2 separate regions of the Gossypium hirsutum genome follow, and region 1 is linked to region 2. The links are chromatin contacts, called in public Hi-C maps. All regions are on one chromosome and are shown on one strand. Each heading gives the region's core, a stretch centred on a gene start, on an enhancer-like site or on the middle of the called end of the contact. The rest is flanking DNA. Distances are from core to core; before and after follow the strand shown. Region 1 holds the start of LOC107951427. Region 2 holds the start of LOC107951438 (mitogen-activated protein kinase kinase kinase 1).

Region 1 (3,923 bases), core at 1,089-3,588, 360 kb after region 2:
CTTGTGGAGTTTTTTTATTCCACTGCCGATGTATAGAATAATTATCTAAATATATATAACAAATTCTAAAGAAAATGCACAGGGATGAGCTATTACTTTACCAACTTTGTCTAAAAGAAAATTTTATTCTTTAGTAATAATTTATTATGATTTGCAATTTTAGACCTCTTGAAGATTGTCACAGGAAACCTGAATGACTGAAAACCTAAAACAATAAAATAACTCAACCGGACATTTCAATAAATATTTTAGACAGCATACAGGTACAGTCAGTTGTTAGTTCTTACCGCAAAACCTGAGTTATGAAGAGCAGGAGCAGCCAAATTATGAACAACAAGATTTAGAAGCTGTACCATGTATCTGATTTCAAGTCATATGGATTAACAGAGAGTCAGAAACTGGAGTATTCATACTAATAAAAGACTTTCACAATGAAGAACATTTAAAACTGAGGGAAGGAATATCCCAATGTATAATACACAATGAGGTGAAAATAATTGTAGCAGGATAGAGTTGTTGCATAGCCTTAAAAGGCAAAAACAATACCCTAACGAGGCAGCAAGCTCTTCTGTGGGAACAGAGTGTGGATCAAGCCCCCTTGGCAAGCGTGCACTGCAAATCAGATCATACTGACCACTAGATCCATCTCTTCGCTCCTCATCTAAATGTACCTGTGGAAACAGAACCAAACTTAGCTTATGTCAAAGCAACATGATTTAACCTAGGAGACTTTGGCCTAGAATAAGAGGGAGGAAAGGGGAAATAAGGCCTATAAGTTTTCGGCTAAGCATCCTCATTTTAACCACATTAGCTATGTCTTTAAGTCTTGCAAAAGCAAAAATATCACCTGCATATTTGACTTGCAAATATCACCCTCTGTTTTTGGTTAAATCTCAATAACTTACATATCATAAAGATAATGTTGATAGTGAAAAAAAGCATATCAATTAGCACAGAAGCACTTACACGACGTTGGGGAAACAATTTGCATATCTGTTTTATGACAACCGATTGCTTGTGAAGACGTTCTGAGGTAATTGCCATCTGCAACTCAGATAATGTCATAAGTCAAAAGTTGTACATTGTAATAGACGAGAAAAACCAAAGAACCTAGCATAAACATAAATCTAAAACCTCATAAGTAAATAAACATAAAAGACAAATAGTCCTCACATGCCCCAGGCTTTGTGTGCAAATAAGATTGGGATAGAACTTTTCGAGCTTTTCCACACGATTCTTTTCCAACTGCAAAGATAAAATACCTATAACTATCATTCAGAAAGCTTTCGATTCTCGTGAAGAAACCGAAAACGAACAAAGTTAGTACCATGCCACGAGCTGATTTAAGCACTCCATACTTAACCTTTAACTCATGAGACACTCTCTCAATCTTAACCTTACCTATAATAAAGAACTGTTTATCAGATCCTAATAAATAAATATAAACAATTTTTTTCCAGAAAACAGAAATAAGAACTAAGGAGTAAGCATCAAAACCTTGAGCTAATTGTTCCTTGCTTCGACGAAGCTTCTCTTTCAAGTTAGTTAGCTTCTCGCTTTGACGAACTCTCCAATTCAGTTGATCATCAGCTTTCCCCTAAATAATAAAAACAAATCAAGACCAATCTCGAAAAGAGAAAAAGGCATTAATAAACAAATAAATTTCCAACTAAGTGAAAGAAATCAAACCTTTGCGGCAATCAGTTCGTTTAATTTTGAATATAACAAATCACGATGGTTTTTCAATGATTTTAACAAAGAATTATACTCATTTAATCTGCAAAGAACAGTTCATCGAGGAAATCAAAGAGCAAGTTAACAGCTTAAAATTTTAAATATTATAATATAAAAATATTTCACTTTTTTAGCGACGATTTTTTAACGTACCTGTAATTGACGCAAACGGCGCAAATAGAAGCGCGATTTGAATTGTCGCAAATAGCGCAGTTGCTGGCTTTCTTTGACATCATATAATTATAAATCTTCGTCTTCTTCGTCAAAAGAATCGAAAATCGAAATCCATAAAGAGAATATTAGTGTGGATTAAAATATAGGGATTCCCCCAGACCGCCGCCCCTTTTTTCGTTGTTTTGAAGGGTAAAGCGTTGCAGAGGTTGAGCTGAGATGGAGTTGACCGTCTATGATGAATCAGTCACCACCGGAGATGTACCACGACGTAGGAGACTGCAACTGAATACGACACCGTTTTGACATTGTGTGCCTGGTTTTTGTACAGCTTCGTTATCCGGACTCCGAGTTTTATGTAAATTAGTATGATATTATTTTGGTAAAATACCAGGGAAGCCACTGCAGTTAGGGAAGGATTGCATTTCGGCCTCTGTACTGAAGAAATGGGTAAATTAACCCTTATATATTTCGAAACTTACAAGCCCCTCTATTAAATTTTATTTGTTAAATAACAACATGCATCGTTAAATCATGCTGAAAATTATATTCTTTATGGATAAACTATAAAAATGGTTACCCAACTATGCCTTTCATTCTATTTTGGTCACTCAATCATTAATTTTTTCATTTTAATCACTAAAATTTTCGAAATTAAATATTTTAACCACTCTAAGCTCATGTGAGCTTTTTTTTATTGCTCTAGTAATAAAATTAGCCCTCTAATGTTTGCACATTCTATCAATTTGATGCTAAATATAAAAAATTTAACAAATTTAGCCTTCAATGTTTACAAAATTTGTCATTTTAGTTTTAATTATAAAAAATCCAATGAATTTGGCCCTCAAAATATAAAACATCTATCAATTTAGTCCTAACCCTAAAAATTTAAAAATATTTTTAAAAAAATATCAGTTTTAGCCCTTTATAACCCATCGACTATGTGAGATGTTAAAATAAGAAAAAGAATACCCTCTTTCGAGTCACTTGCAAAATAACTCTAAAAAGATTGGATAAAACACACAAAAATTTAAGATCCAAAAAAAAATGAAGGCATTAAAAACGTTATCTGTCTGGGTAGTAATGCAACCAATTATTCCATATAGGTTCTAAATCAATTAATTTGGTCCAGTGTGAAGCCTAAATTATAGTAAAAGAAATTGATGCGAGTGACTTGGAAGAGGGTACATTTTTTCTTATTTTAATATCTTATGTAGTTTAGTATATGGGTTATAAAGGGCTAAAAATAATTTTTTAAAATATATATATATTTCCATTTTTAGAGATAAGACTAGATTGATAGATTTTGTAAATGTTGAGGCCAAATTTATTATTTTTTTTAGAATTGGAACTAAAATGAAAATTTTTGTAAACATTGAGGGCTAAATTTGTTAAATTTTTTTTATATTTAGGATCAAATTAATAGAATATGTGAACATTAGAAGGCTAATTTTATTGCTAGACCAACAAAGAAAGCCCACATCAACTTAAAGTGGCTAAAATATTTAATTTGAAAAGTTTAAAGGCTAAATTGAAAAATAATAGTTGAGTGATCAAAATAGGATGAAAGGCATAGTTGGGTGACCATTTTATAGTTTACCCATTAAAAGATAATTTTCAACATGCAATTAACGTTCCAAGTCATCATTTAATATATAAATTTAACGAAATGATTAATTTGCACATTCTGAAATGTATATGTAACACCCCGAACCGTCTCCATTGTCGAATTAGGGTTACAGAGTATTACAAAACAATAAAAAACATTTAAACATTTTATCAATCAATATAATAATCACACCACAAACCATTCATACTCATGCACAACGTCCCTAAATCGAGTCCTCGAGGCCCTAACAATAACCTAGAAACAATTTGGGACCAATCTGAAATAATTTGGTAAGTTTAAGAAAAAGATGCAAAATTTTACAAAACAAGGATCACACAGCTGAGACCCCTGTGTCTCAGGCTATACAACAATTGAACTATGGACACACGGCCGTGTCCCAACCTGAGTT
Region 2 (3,918 bases), core at 1,084-3,583:
AAAAGCGCAATCTCCTGAAAAAGAAAGGAAAGAGAGAAATTAAATGGACAGAAAAGAAGAAAATAGATATTTCAAGAAAAAAGATTGATTAGCATAAAAGAAACTGAAAATTTAAATAAATAAAAGCCAAGATCTGTCTCACATGTTCAAGTTGGATAACACTTTGCTTTCCCTGACTTCCTTGATCAAGCAACGAAACTTCCTTCACCGCAAAAAAGAATCCATCGCTACAGGAAAACGAATGGATAACTTATTAATATAGCACTGAAAGAAAAATATCTCTTCCCTAAAGAAATGCATGATCTACTGAACAAGTGGAAAACCAATTAATTGCTGGTTAGGATAAAATATGCTTTTGTACACTATTATGAAAAAAATTATGATCAGTGATTTTTTCTGTAACTCCCAAGTAAATGTCATCATATAGCTTAAAGCCTATAACAATCCAAAATCTCTACAATTAGTTCCAAATCTCAAAGATCCTAGTGCAGTGTTGCCTCCCTTAATTATGTTTCTCATGTCTTCAAAAACAGTAAACAATAAATTCGTCATCTTGAAATCTATATACAGAACAAGATATCTCCAAGGAACAAGTTCCTAACCAAATAATACCACCAAAAACATATACTTGAATCGACAATCAAAATCTATTTCTAAAACAGGACTTACTACCATTCACAAATTGCCCACAAAAAATGTAGGTCCAATCATGCAAAACTTCAAGCAGCAAAAATAAAAAACAAAAACAAAGTAACACTTAAAGACAGATGATAGTGCAGGCTAAAATACATCAAACCTTCATGTTCAAGACGCAGAAACATGAGATGTCCAAAAAGTAGTCACATTTGGAATTCACCATATAAATGAAATCTAGCAATCCTAAGATGCTACTATCCTTAATCCATCAAGCCAAACATGTAAGAAGGTGCTCTCTAAAGAAGAAAGGAGCCATACAGAGGCGCTTTCTTAAATGCTTAACTAAGACCAAGAACACTTCCTAACCCCAGATGCTTGAAACAAAAGATAAAATAAGGTGCCCAAAGATAAAATAACTTGCAACAAAAGCTACTAAATGAAAATGGATGTTATATTATAGGCAGAGTATCAAATCACTTACTCAGAAATCCCTTCGTAAACCGATCCAAATGATCCACTTCCCAGAAGCTCACCTTTCTCCCAATAAGTAATTGTCCTTTTGAACCTACCGTTAGGAGAAATATTTGACATAGGCTCTGTTGTAGTACTCGAAGAATCATCATCATTCGAAGTTGTGAAAGAACAAGACTCTGAAAGCACCGCATTGTCTCCTATTCTCATTAAATTTTCCTCCTTAGTATTTCCCTCATTAAACCCACCGTCCTCTCTTTTATATTCTTCGTCATCGGAAGACGAATGTGAGTTAACCGGAATCGCACACCCTCTATCGTCATCGGGGCCGAAATCCCTAAACAGATCCCAGGTGGAGCAGCCGTTATCGATCGCTTTTAGCTTCATTCCCGGAGGTGGCTTTAAAAACGGTGGCTTATCCCCTTTAATTCCACTATTCCCTCCTCCAACAACAACATTCGAAACGCAAGACGTGCTTGACTTCAATTCGGTTGTCGTAGTATTATCCACCGCAATTTTATCAGAAAAGCAGCATTCCCTTTTCGACTCGGACGAGTCCTTCCGAGTCAACTCAGTAGCCAAAACCCTCTCAGCCAATTCATCTACTGTTACTTCAGCGCCGGCGCCGCCTTTTACTAGAGCTGTCTCTTCTTTAGGACTATCCAACCGGTTTAATCTGGACCGAGGCAGAAGATCCGACGACGATCTGATCTTACGGGCCTCCCAGGCGGCGGTCGGGATTGAAAAATCTTCAGGACCATTAAGGCCCAAGCTCCGACAAATTCGATCGAGCTCTCCGTCGGTTCCTTCGAGACGAAAGCTTGTTTGATACAAATCGAGCGATCGTGTGACTAGAGGAGAAGAAGAAGAAGAAGAATCATCGAGAGACGAACAAAACGAGCCCGCATCGTAATCGATGTCCTTCGCTGCATTGCGTCGCTCGAGTCTAGGTTTTCTTCTGCTCCTTTTCGAGTCCATGGCGACTCTATTGCTAAAGAATCGAGGTAAGTGATGCATGTGGAACAGAATCCATCAAAATTCAAAAAAAAAGCTAAAGCAGCATAGGGTTTCCGAAAATATCAATTTAAGAAAGAGAAACGCTTTTGTTCTTTTTCTCCGTAACTTTCCTGGGAAAATTTAGGTGAGAAAAATTGGGAGCGAAAAGCGGCTGACCTAAAGAGAGAGAAAAAAAACGTGATAATGGTAGACAGAGTGGCTGGCTAGTAAACGCCGTCGGAAGAGAGAGAAATAAAGAGATTATACGCGTCGCCACGTGTCGCTTGCAAGAAATTTTTAAATCTTTGCATCCAAGGATTACTTTTTTATCCAGTTAGCTCCTTCAGTTTGTAAATTTTATTTTGGATTGTAATCACTAGGCCGTTTGTAATCGAATAGTTGCTTAGACTGTCCATTTGAAATAGTTTAATATTTATAGTTACTCATATTTGTATTTATATTTTAATTGTATGATATTGATTATATTTAAAAAAATGTAAATTAATCATATATATTAGATTAAAAAATAAATTGATTATTTTGTATATTAAAAAATTGATGAATATTTAATAGAAAAAATTGAATTGTTCTTTAATTTAACGTATAAGAATTAATTTATCTAAATTTTAATAAAAATATAAAATATAATTTGATTTCTAATATAAGAATCTTCATAATACTTTTATCGTAAATTTGTCGCCACATGAATAATAAGCTTATACCCAAATTTATTGTGTTGGAGTTACAATTTTTTTTTTAAAGTCCCACAACTATAATACATATACAAATATATATATATATATATATTTATGATCAATCGTAATATAAAACTTAACCAATATACAATACAACAAAGAAAGAATAAGATTCAAACCTTTTAAGGTCTAGTGCCTTAGCTTTTGCTAATAGTGTCTTTAATCTAATCATTGTCTGAGTCACTTGTCCAAGTTCGAGGGCTTATTTGAAAAGTAAGAGAATTTAGATAAAATATAAACTTGAAAAATAGGGTTGGACAAAAAAATAAGACTAATTCTCTAAACAAGTTAAGTTTCAGGTAAAATTATTTTTGTTCAGGATCGAGCCAGTCAGAATTAGTTGTTTTGTGGTTGTTTCATTATTGTTTTGCTTTCATTTTATTATTATATTGCTATTATATTATTATTATTGTTTAGATATTGTATAACTCATGTTTTATTATTAAATTTGCAACTTTGCTAAGTTACAACTATCTTAGTGTTTTTTAAGTATAAAGGCTTTTCTAATGTATTTTTAATTTGTTAGGAAATATTTATTTTAATGTATTTAATGTGTTATATTTTTAAGTTTATTTTTATATAAAAATAATTTTAAAAAATAAATACGGGCTAGACAGATTAGATTCAGATTTAGTATTTTTAATTTGAATAAAACTTAAACATAATTTTAAGTTTATTTTTCGTACCAAACTGAATCTAAACCTAAAAAATAAATCTTAAATTTTATATTGACCAGATTAGGTGTGTAGTGTCTAAACCTCATGAACAAAGATTAGATATTTTTAAATAAAATTTTGACTTCAAAATTTATAAATAAAAATCAAATTTTTTTAAAAAAAAATTGATATCAAATATAGAAAGATGTGTATAAAAACAAAGGGGTTAATGGTCTACAGCGGCTGGCATCAAAAGTAGACCAACATGGATATTCGTCATTATCCTTGGTAAATGTGTGAATTTGCGTAATGTTAAGAGTATGGTGAGATTTATACTCTAAAACAAAATCTATCTCTACTGGAATTGAATTAGTGTAATGCTATGTGAGTGGAGCCATCCACTC

Evidence for each region. Hi-C and Micro-C count contacts between places; a contact is called where the count stands out from the background.
Region 1: a Hi-C map of hypocotyl shows a contact between it and region 2, with 3 times the contacts expected there. The contact joins the promoter of LOC107951427 here to the promoter of LOC107951438 in region 2. A contact is called at or near these places in 2 of 34 Hi-C or Micro-C datasets (hypocotyl and leaf).

The regions. Positions count from the first base shown.
Region 1 is chrA02:15,632,858-15,636,780 of Gossypium_hirsutum_v2.1, forward strand. LOC107951427 reads right to left here and starts at 2,339. Exons shown (of 12, transcript XM_016886478.2): 1 at 1,888-2,339; 2 at 1,690-1,777; 3 at 1,498-1,597; 4 at 1,328-1,401; 5 at 1,174-1,245; 6 at 967-1,044; 7 at 547-671; 8 at 288-360. The coding sequence starts at 1,970.
Region 2 is chrA02:15,268,290-15,272,207 of Gossypium_hirsutum_v2.1, forward strand. It overlaps LOC107951438 (mitogen-activated protein kinase kinase kinase 1), which reads right to left and starts at 2,334. Exons shown (of 9, transcript XM_041085349.1): 1 at 1,118-2,334; 2 at 143-227; 3 at 1-14. The coding sequence starts at 2,124.